Regions from separate parts of the Drosophila melanogaster genome. Here region 2 is linked to region 1. The links are chromatin contacts, called in public Hi-C maps. All regions are on one chromosome and are shown on one strand. Each heading gives the region's core, a stretch centred on a gene start, on an enhancer-like site or on the middle of the called end of the contact. The rest is flanking DNA. Distances are from core to core; before and after follow the strand shown.

The links. A called contact is a pair of places that touch in the nucleus more often than the background predicts.
Region 2: a Hi-C map of the Kc167 cell line shows a contact between it and region 1, with 5 times the contacts expected there. The contact joins the promoter of cu here to the promoter of Ugt302E1 in region 1. A contact is called at or near these places in 34 of 107 Hi-C or Micro-C datasets (the Clone 8 cell line, the D17-c3 cell line, the Kc167 cell line and 10 more) and 5 of 6 datasets of contacts at active chromatin or transcription factors (the Kc167 cell line and the S2 cell line).

The regions. Positions count from the first base shown.
Region 1 is chr3R:11,152,941-11,156,553 of dm6, reverse strand. It overlaps Ugt302E1 (UDP-glycosyltransferase family 302 member E1), which reads right to left and starts at 1,928. Exons shown (of 2, transcript NM_144368.3): 1 at 1,656-1,928; 2 at 41-1,362. The coding sequence starts at 1,899. The coding sequence ends at 41. Ugt302K1 (UDP-glycosyltransferase family 302 member K1) reads left to right here and starts at 2,705. Exons shown (of 3, transcript NM_001300352.1): 1 at 2,705-2,995; 2 at 3,061-3,320; 3 at 3,524-3,613. The coding sequence starts at 2,758.
Region 2 is chr3R:11,195,721-11,199,333 of dm6, reverse strand. It overlaps cu (curled), which reads right to left and starts at 1,742. Exons shown (of 6, transcript NM_169375.2): 1 at 1,486-1,742. The coding sequence starts at 1,550. It overlaps CG18577, which reads right to left and starts at 3,242. Exons shown (of 2, transcript NM_141787.4): 1 at 2,969-3,242; 2 at 2,049-2,584. The coding sequence starts at 3,228. The coding sequence ends at 2,500.

The sequences.
Region 1 (3,613 bases), core at 679-3,178:
TATAGCTTAGTTTTGTACTAAAAAAATATTTATATATAAACTAGTTAATTTTTAGCTTCGAACTAGGTTTATATAGAAAGCCGTTTACAATAGTAACTAAAAACCGAACTAATAGAAAGACGAAAATAACGGTCAATCCAATGACCGAAAAGAATGTCGCCAGAACATCCAGATTGTGGTATTGGATGAAGTTCAGATCCTGGCAGGCACTTCTCAGGTACTTGGCTCCTTTATGCCGAGTCACATGCTCCACCCAATAAACAGCTCGTTCCAGTGGAGTCTCCTTTTGGTCCCGATATTGACTGGATATCACCTTAACCCTTTCCGTGAAGCTAGGATCACTAGTAATCCTTTCGATGGCGGATCGGAATAGTGAAGCCGTTAGTTGGGCATACTTCACCGTGATGCCATAGCCCATTTGCTCGGCTCTTGCCATATTCATGAACTGATCGCCAAAGAAGGGAATACCCACGACGGGCTTGCCATGGTAAATCGATTCCATTGTGCTCAAAAGTCCTCCATGGGTTATAAAGGCAATCACTTTTTCGTGTGCCAGGATATCGTCCTGCGGTAACCAGTTCGATATGAGAACATTATCCGGTTTGTCGACAAAGGTTTCCTCCTCGTACTTCCAAATAACTCGGTACTTGAGTCCCCTTAGCGTCTCCACAATGGCCTTTCGCTTGTTCTCCGGTAAATCTTTGCTGTTCAGATTGGAGCCCAATGAAAAATAGATAACCCCATGCTCGGCTTCTTCGATGAATTTGCGAATATTTTGGGGCAGTGGCTTTGGTGCCTTTCGATTCACGTGCATTCCGCCCACTTCGATCATGTTTGGCGAATAGGGCCGTGGATTGCTGATCGATACATGATTGTTAAGTAGCACCAATGACGTATCCTTGCGCATCCTATAAAAGTCCTGTTTGTTGTTAGGGAAATACTTTCGGTACAGTGCTTCATGTCTTGGTAGATTAATCAAATTCTCATAGGCAAATTCGTATATCTGGAATCCCAAATTCTGAGCCCTTTCCCAGAAATTCATGCGATCCCCGAACCGCAGCAATGAGTGTGGCACATACGATGGTGGCGAGGGTGTGCCCACCAGATCAGAGGTCCAACCAGTGGCACCCAAGCTGCTCAGAGTGATCAGTGGAGCTCCGAAATGTTCTGCAAAACCGTAGTGGGCGTCATTCATGAAAGTCTCACAGATTACTCCATCGAATGTGCGGTTTTGTTTTAATAGCTCCTGTACTTTCGGCTCCTTTAAAAGACTTTCTGTTATATCCAAGCCCATTAAACTGATTCTTGGATATCGCAATAGAACCGGCTTTTTGGCATTCTCCAGAATTCGCGCTTTGTAAACTACGGGAGAAAAGAATGCATTTAAATAACAAATATATAACCAGTTCCTAGCACCAAAATAGCTTAGTTTTTATGGTCGCTTAAGTTAAAGTTCTATAAATATGCTTAATGTTTTTTTTCGATGATTTTTATACCCGAAAATAGCCGGTATAACCAATTTGTTGTTGACCCCCTGAGATTTGGGCAACTTTCACGTGTTCCTTATCAGATATGACAACGCTTATTTCAAGCGATAAGCAATACGTGCCAAATGGTTGTAGTTTTTTGATTAGCGATAATATGATAGTACTCACCGCCCATCACGGTGATAATATTCGGCGTTTCCACATCAATTATGTTCTTAATGGGCTTCCTTTGGGGAAATGGCGATACCAAAGTGACTTCATGACCGGCGGCGGCTAATCCTTTGGCCAATGCAAAGCAGACGGCGTAGTGCGATTTCGATGCAGTATGGCTGATCATCAGGTAGGAATAGCCCCATGATTGGCCAAAAAGGGCTAAGATTAGCAAAAGCCACGAATTTAGGAGCCAACGCATTGCGACAGCGTCTTTGAAGGTTAAAAAACAGACTGAAGCAGGTTTACTTAATTTCTAGTAGTTATAGTATTTGATAAGAAACTTTGTCAGTAGATTAGTGAAACGTTTGAAGTGGCGGCTGCCCCACAAAGAATATTCTTTTACAACTTTGTGTGTCTGTATATTCATTGAGAAAATGATACATGGTATAGTTAATATATAATAATATGGTTTTAATAAATTTTATTTTTAATAGTTAAAGTGATATATTTATAACCTCGTTGCTTAAATAATAACTAATTTATTAAAAAGTTGTTTTATTTTCTATCGATGTTTGTTTAGTTGAGTTAAAGTTTCTCTCTTATAGCATTCGTTCTTCTCTCTTTGATTATAAATTACTCTTAACTGAAAGATTTTTATTGAGCGAAAAACTTTTTTGTTTGCTTGAGTTCTCTTGAGAATTTGCAAAAACATGAGAACTTAATGCTGATTGATCAGCGCATTTCCACCCCTTCGCACTACTCTTTAAAAGTGAGTAATAATTGTAAAGTAATACAATTGTATATGAACTAATAATTTAATTAAGTATATAATGTATTATAAATGTATTAGCCAACTTAAAATATATTGATATAGATAAATATAGGTCATTCAACAGTCGACTTGACGAGCACGATTTTCCACAATCAAAATTGTGTGCTTACCTTTTGATTCCTGCGAATTCCATGCTGGGTCTCTCGTTGAATTTACAAAAGTTTAATTTCACAATGATTGTATATATACTCAGATCCATGTTGAGCATAGTAGGCATTATCAGTGTGTTGCAGAAACGCGCTCAGTTCGGTTTGGTTATTGGTTCGCCGGTTGATTTTCATCACCATGCGTACGTTCACCTTGATCTTGGGACTATTGTGCAGCTTGGGATACTCAAGTGGATACAATTACCTGATGGTTCTGAATTCCGCCGGTCGTTCCCACTTTAATGTGGGACACGCTTTGGCCAAGGGATTGGTCAAGGCTGGGCATACAATCACCGTAGTGTCCGTCTTTCCTCAGAAAAAACCCATTCCTGGTTATACTGATGTAAGTGTGCCAAATGTGATCGAAGTCATGGGAGGTAAGTACTTTTATTATGTATAGTTGTTTTAGTATACTTTTTTTAAAAACCGGTTATTTCCTTAGGAGACATTGGAGCCTTGTGGGCATCTATCCAAAAGACATATACTCAGAATCTCATCGATCATTATCAAATGGGATTTCGCATCACCAGAGGCCTTTTCGAGGACTCCAATTTCCAGGATTTTCTGAAGAGCAACCAAAGCTTTGATGCGATCATATGTGAGACTTTCTACAATGATGCCCACTATGGCTTGGCAGAGCATTTTAATGCTCCACTGATTGGATTGGCCACCGGTGGAGGTCTGACATTTATCACAGATATGGTAAGTAAAGGATAAACAGATTTGTTCTAACGAACAAAAAAGGAATCTTCTATATCATATGAATGAAAGTTCAAATTTCATAAACGAAAGAAAAGCATTATGTTGAAGTCAGTCGTATTTCACATTTGGTGAAATGATGATCTTTAGTTTATAATATTATTTAAGGATTATTTGAAATACTAAATATATTTTAACTTTTTCAGGTTGGTTCCCCCGCTCCAGCTTCGTTCGTGCCCCACATAATGCTACCCTTTAACGATCACATGTCGCTGTACGAACGCCTTTTGAACGTG
Region 2 (3,613 bases), core at 493-2,992, 43 kb before region 1:
AGTTCCATCATATATGGAGTGTATGAGTGTATTTAGCACTTTATTACGCGCAGCCAGTGGTCTAGCCGCTGAGATTAGATAAGGATTTTCAGTGGACCAACCGCGGCCTTCGGTATAAAGTTCACTTTTTAGTTTATCTTCTATACTATGTGATTCTAATAAAGGAGGTTTGTTTGTTGTCATGCATGCATCTGGTGGTCTTATATTCGCACCTTATCAATTGGCCAATGGAATTGACAAACGCGTGCCGTTCACATTATTTGAATGCATACCACCTATTTACGAATGCAAATCATAAATACCTAATACTTAGTAAATATTTTGGAATTTGAACTGTTTTCTATAATTCACAGTAAATAATCTTATCTCAAGTTTTTAACGAATTATATGAACATCAGTAAGTATAAAATCTATTACTGAGTCATACCAGCTGTGTCGGGTTTTCGTTAGTTATTAGTCCGATACAAGGTATATACATTATTACATTCATACATATGATAATTATGGATAAAAAGATAAGATAGTTAGTGCCCAATAAACTTATCTCATTTCATACATTCGAGGAGATAGATCAAATGGCAGATAATACCTCTTGTTTGAACATTAAAGCTGATTGGTTAATAAATGAGTTTATTGATCGATTGAAATAATGTTAACTTACAAATAAGCACAGGCAAATCGATATATAATTGATACTTGTAACAACTGAAAAGGACCTATAATTTGCTTTCACAAAATTTCCCAGTCAGTAACGAATGCGCTCAACAAGTGGAATATTTCGTAGACGGGATATTGCGGTCAATTGTAATGAAATTACGGTTTCCTGCAACAAGGGATGTTCACTTTAATCAGAAAAGATCTTATGTGCTCGTTGTGAATTACAAATGTGTACAACGCCCTTTTCAGCTGAAGAGCTCACCAAAAAACACCCACACAAAAGGACAGTTATAGTAATTAAAAACCCATTTCTTTGCCAACTAAAGTCATACATACACACACAGGCACTTGGGTGAATTACAATCTCCACATGGAACAAAGCACATCAAATTTCCTAGCGACCTCAAACCCAAACAAAAACGTGGCGCTTCTTTGGGGTATTTTTGTGGTGTGGGGAGGTGTGGTGGGGTTTGAGAGAGCGAGCAAGAAGAGCACACAAAGAGCGGCTGTCTCGTTCCCGCTCGCACTAGTCAGCAGATTGGAGCAAAATTTGTATTTTTGTGTAATAAACTGCAGGTCCGAAAACAAACCACATAAACAATAAAGAAGAAACTGAAGGAAAACAGCAAACAAAGAGTCAGACGCAAAAGCTTTACAAAGGAAACTTAGTTTATGAAAAGCAGCAACAAACAACGAAATATTTTCCCTGTTGTTATATCAATAATCTTCAAGATTTTCGAGGGAGGAAAAAGGGCAAAAAATGGCAAGGCCCGGCACACCCAAAAATCAAAAGTCTAAAACTAATATTAGGTAATTGGGGCCACTTACAAGAGTTTCTTGGCGAATTTGTAGAATGCCACCAGCAGGTAAACAACTGTGGAAATTAGCTTCATTTTGCACTCAGCCGTTTGTTTAAATTAATTTAACTTGATGAAAACTATTTTGTACGTGCCGTAAATCAAAGTTCACTTTCATCAAATCGAATTTTGAGACTTTCGTAAATGGTTTGGTTGGTTTGTCGAAAATTTGGAAAAAAAACAGATGCCGAAAATTTGGTTAAAATTTCACTATCAATGTCATTTCCGCGTCGAACACGTTTTCCACACTAAGCGGGCACCACGAAAAAAAACTTGGAAGATAACGCTTTCTGTGACGTAGGAGAAGAGAAATTGGGAAGGTAAGAGAGAGAGCGAGATTGCAGTTGGCGCGAATTAGTATTAGTATTGGTGGACGGCGGAAGAAAGTAAAAGCCAACTGAAATGAGAGTTGTTTGCAATCCTGCACCGACGACCGTATGCCCTTTTCTAACACTAAAATAAAGACCTAATTTAAAATAAAAAATATGTGCATAAAAATCTGTTCAAATATAATAGAATCAAACATAACATATATTTGTGTTTTAAAATGTTTATTTTGTTTTTTTTTTTATTATATGCATTATATGCAAAAATTAATGCGGTAAGTTTGTAGTGCTTAGCAAAACCAATTTTTATAATTACATGTAACTTATACTTTTTAAAAAAGCTAATATACTCTGTTTGTGATGCACAAAGTCACGTCCACTTGTTGTGGCAATAAACTTTTGAGTGGGCGTAGTAAGAGCAGAGCTTAAGAGAACTCATGTGTGTCGTTAAGAGCGAACCAGAGCTTTCGTTGCTTGTAAAGCTCTTTGATTTCATCAGCTGTCGCAGAGCTTACGACATTCGTGTAAGGCTGCGTAAAAACTTTTAATAACAGTTTACATTGGCAACTTAGCAGTAACATTACATCTTAAGCTAAGTTAGCAGTTAGCAGAGCTAAGAAATTCGAAGAACTTTATCCTTATATAATAATCCCGAACGATCAGAAATTCGATGGCCTATAGTCATAGGCAGGTCCCATGCGAATGGAGATGTTGATGGGTTCGTTTAAACGCTCTGTCATCAGCCTGAAAGTGGAAAATTTTCAACAATTTTGCTTATATCACGTTAAGTACTTAGATTATCTCATACATTGTATCTAAATTAAAGCACTAACAGTTTGCATTAACTTTTTGTAGGCTCATGGTGATTCGTTTAAATTGTCTGCTTAAATAACACATTCTCATTTCAAACTGAAATCGAAACGTTTAATTTATAAAAATGGTTCATATGCTAGAGTTTTATTTCCTAATTCATTGCTAAAGAAACTGGCATTTCCAATTAAAAAACTTAAATTGAATATGTTTCAGCTTAGAAGGCCCAATCTAGCTGGTGTTGGCAAACCTTGGCATAAACAATAACAATGGGCTTATCTAGACCACTTGATTATACTATATGTTCATAAGGCGTACCGTTTTTCTGCTTCGCTCTCGCAACTCCGATAGCCTTTCCGGCGGGCCGATTTGTTAAGACGTAACGATCGCCTCAGTTCTTTGGGCAGCGGTTTATTCGTTTCACGCCGGAGAAAACTTCCGAATTTGTGGCACTTCTCGGCGAGATTCTGCCACACCAGCAGGATCAGACGCGTGTGCCGCGACGAGGTGGATGAGGCTTTGGAGCCTTTGGTACCACAATCGCGCAGCTCGGTGGTGGAGACAACCCACGACGACATTTTGACACTGACTGACTTTGCGGAGCCCCTTTGACAAACGCCAACGGCCACTTGGCCGGCCAATTGATAAGATTCCCAGTTGGCAATCGAAGCGATTTAGTGATATGCCGTCGTCACTAACCAAGTGCCGGATATGGGAGACAAAAAGACTAAAACTGAAGCAGTGCAGCAGATTGCAGATTGCAGCTGAATTAGCACCGCATTTAGTATTACAGAACATTTCGCAAAAACCAGAATAATTTCCTTTGCCATGAAAGCAGACGGAGCCTAGTTTCCTGCCCGAGGGACAGGATTCGGCAGTTTTGATTTCGAAATGAAAATCCAAATGCAATGCACTGAAAAAGAGCCACTTCATTTTATTTTCCATAATATTCTATTCTATTCT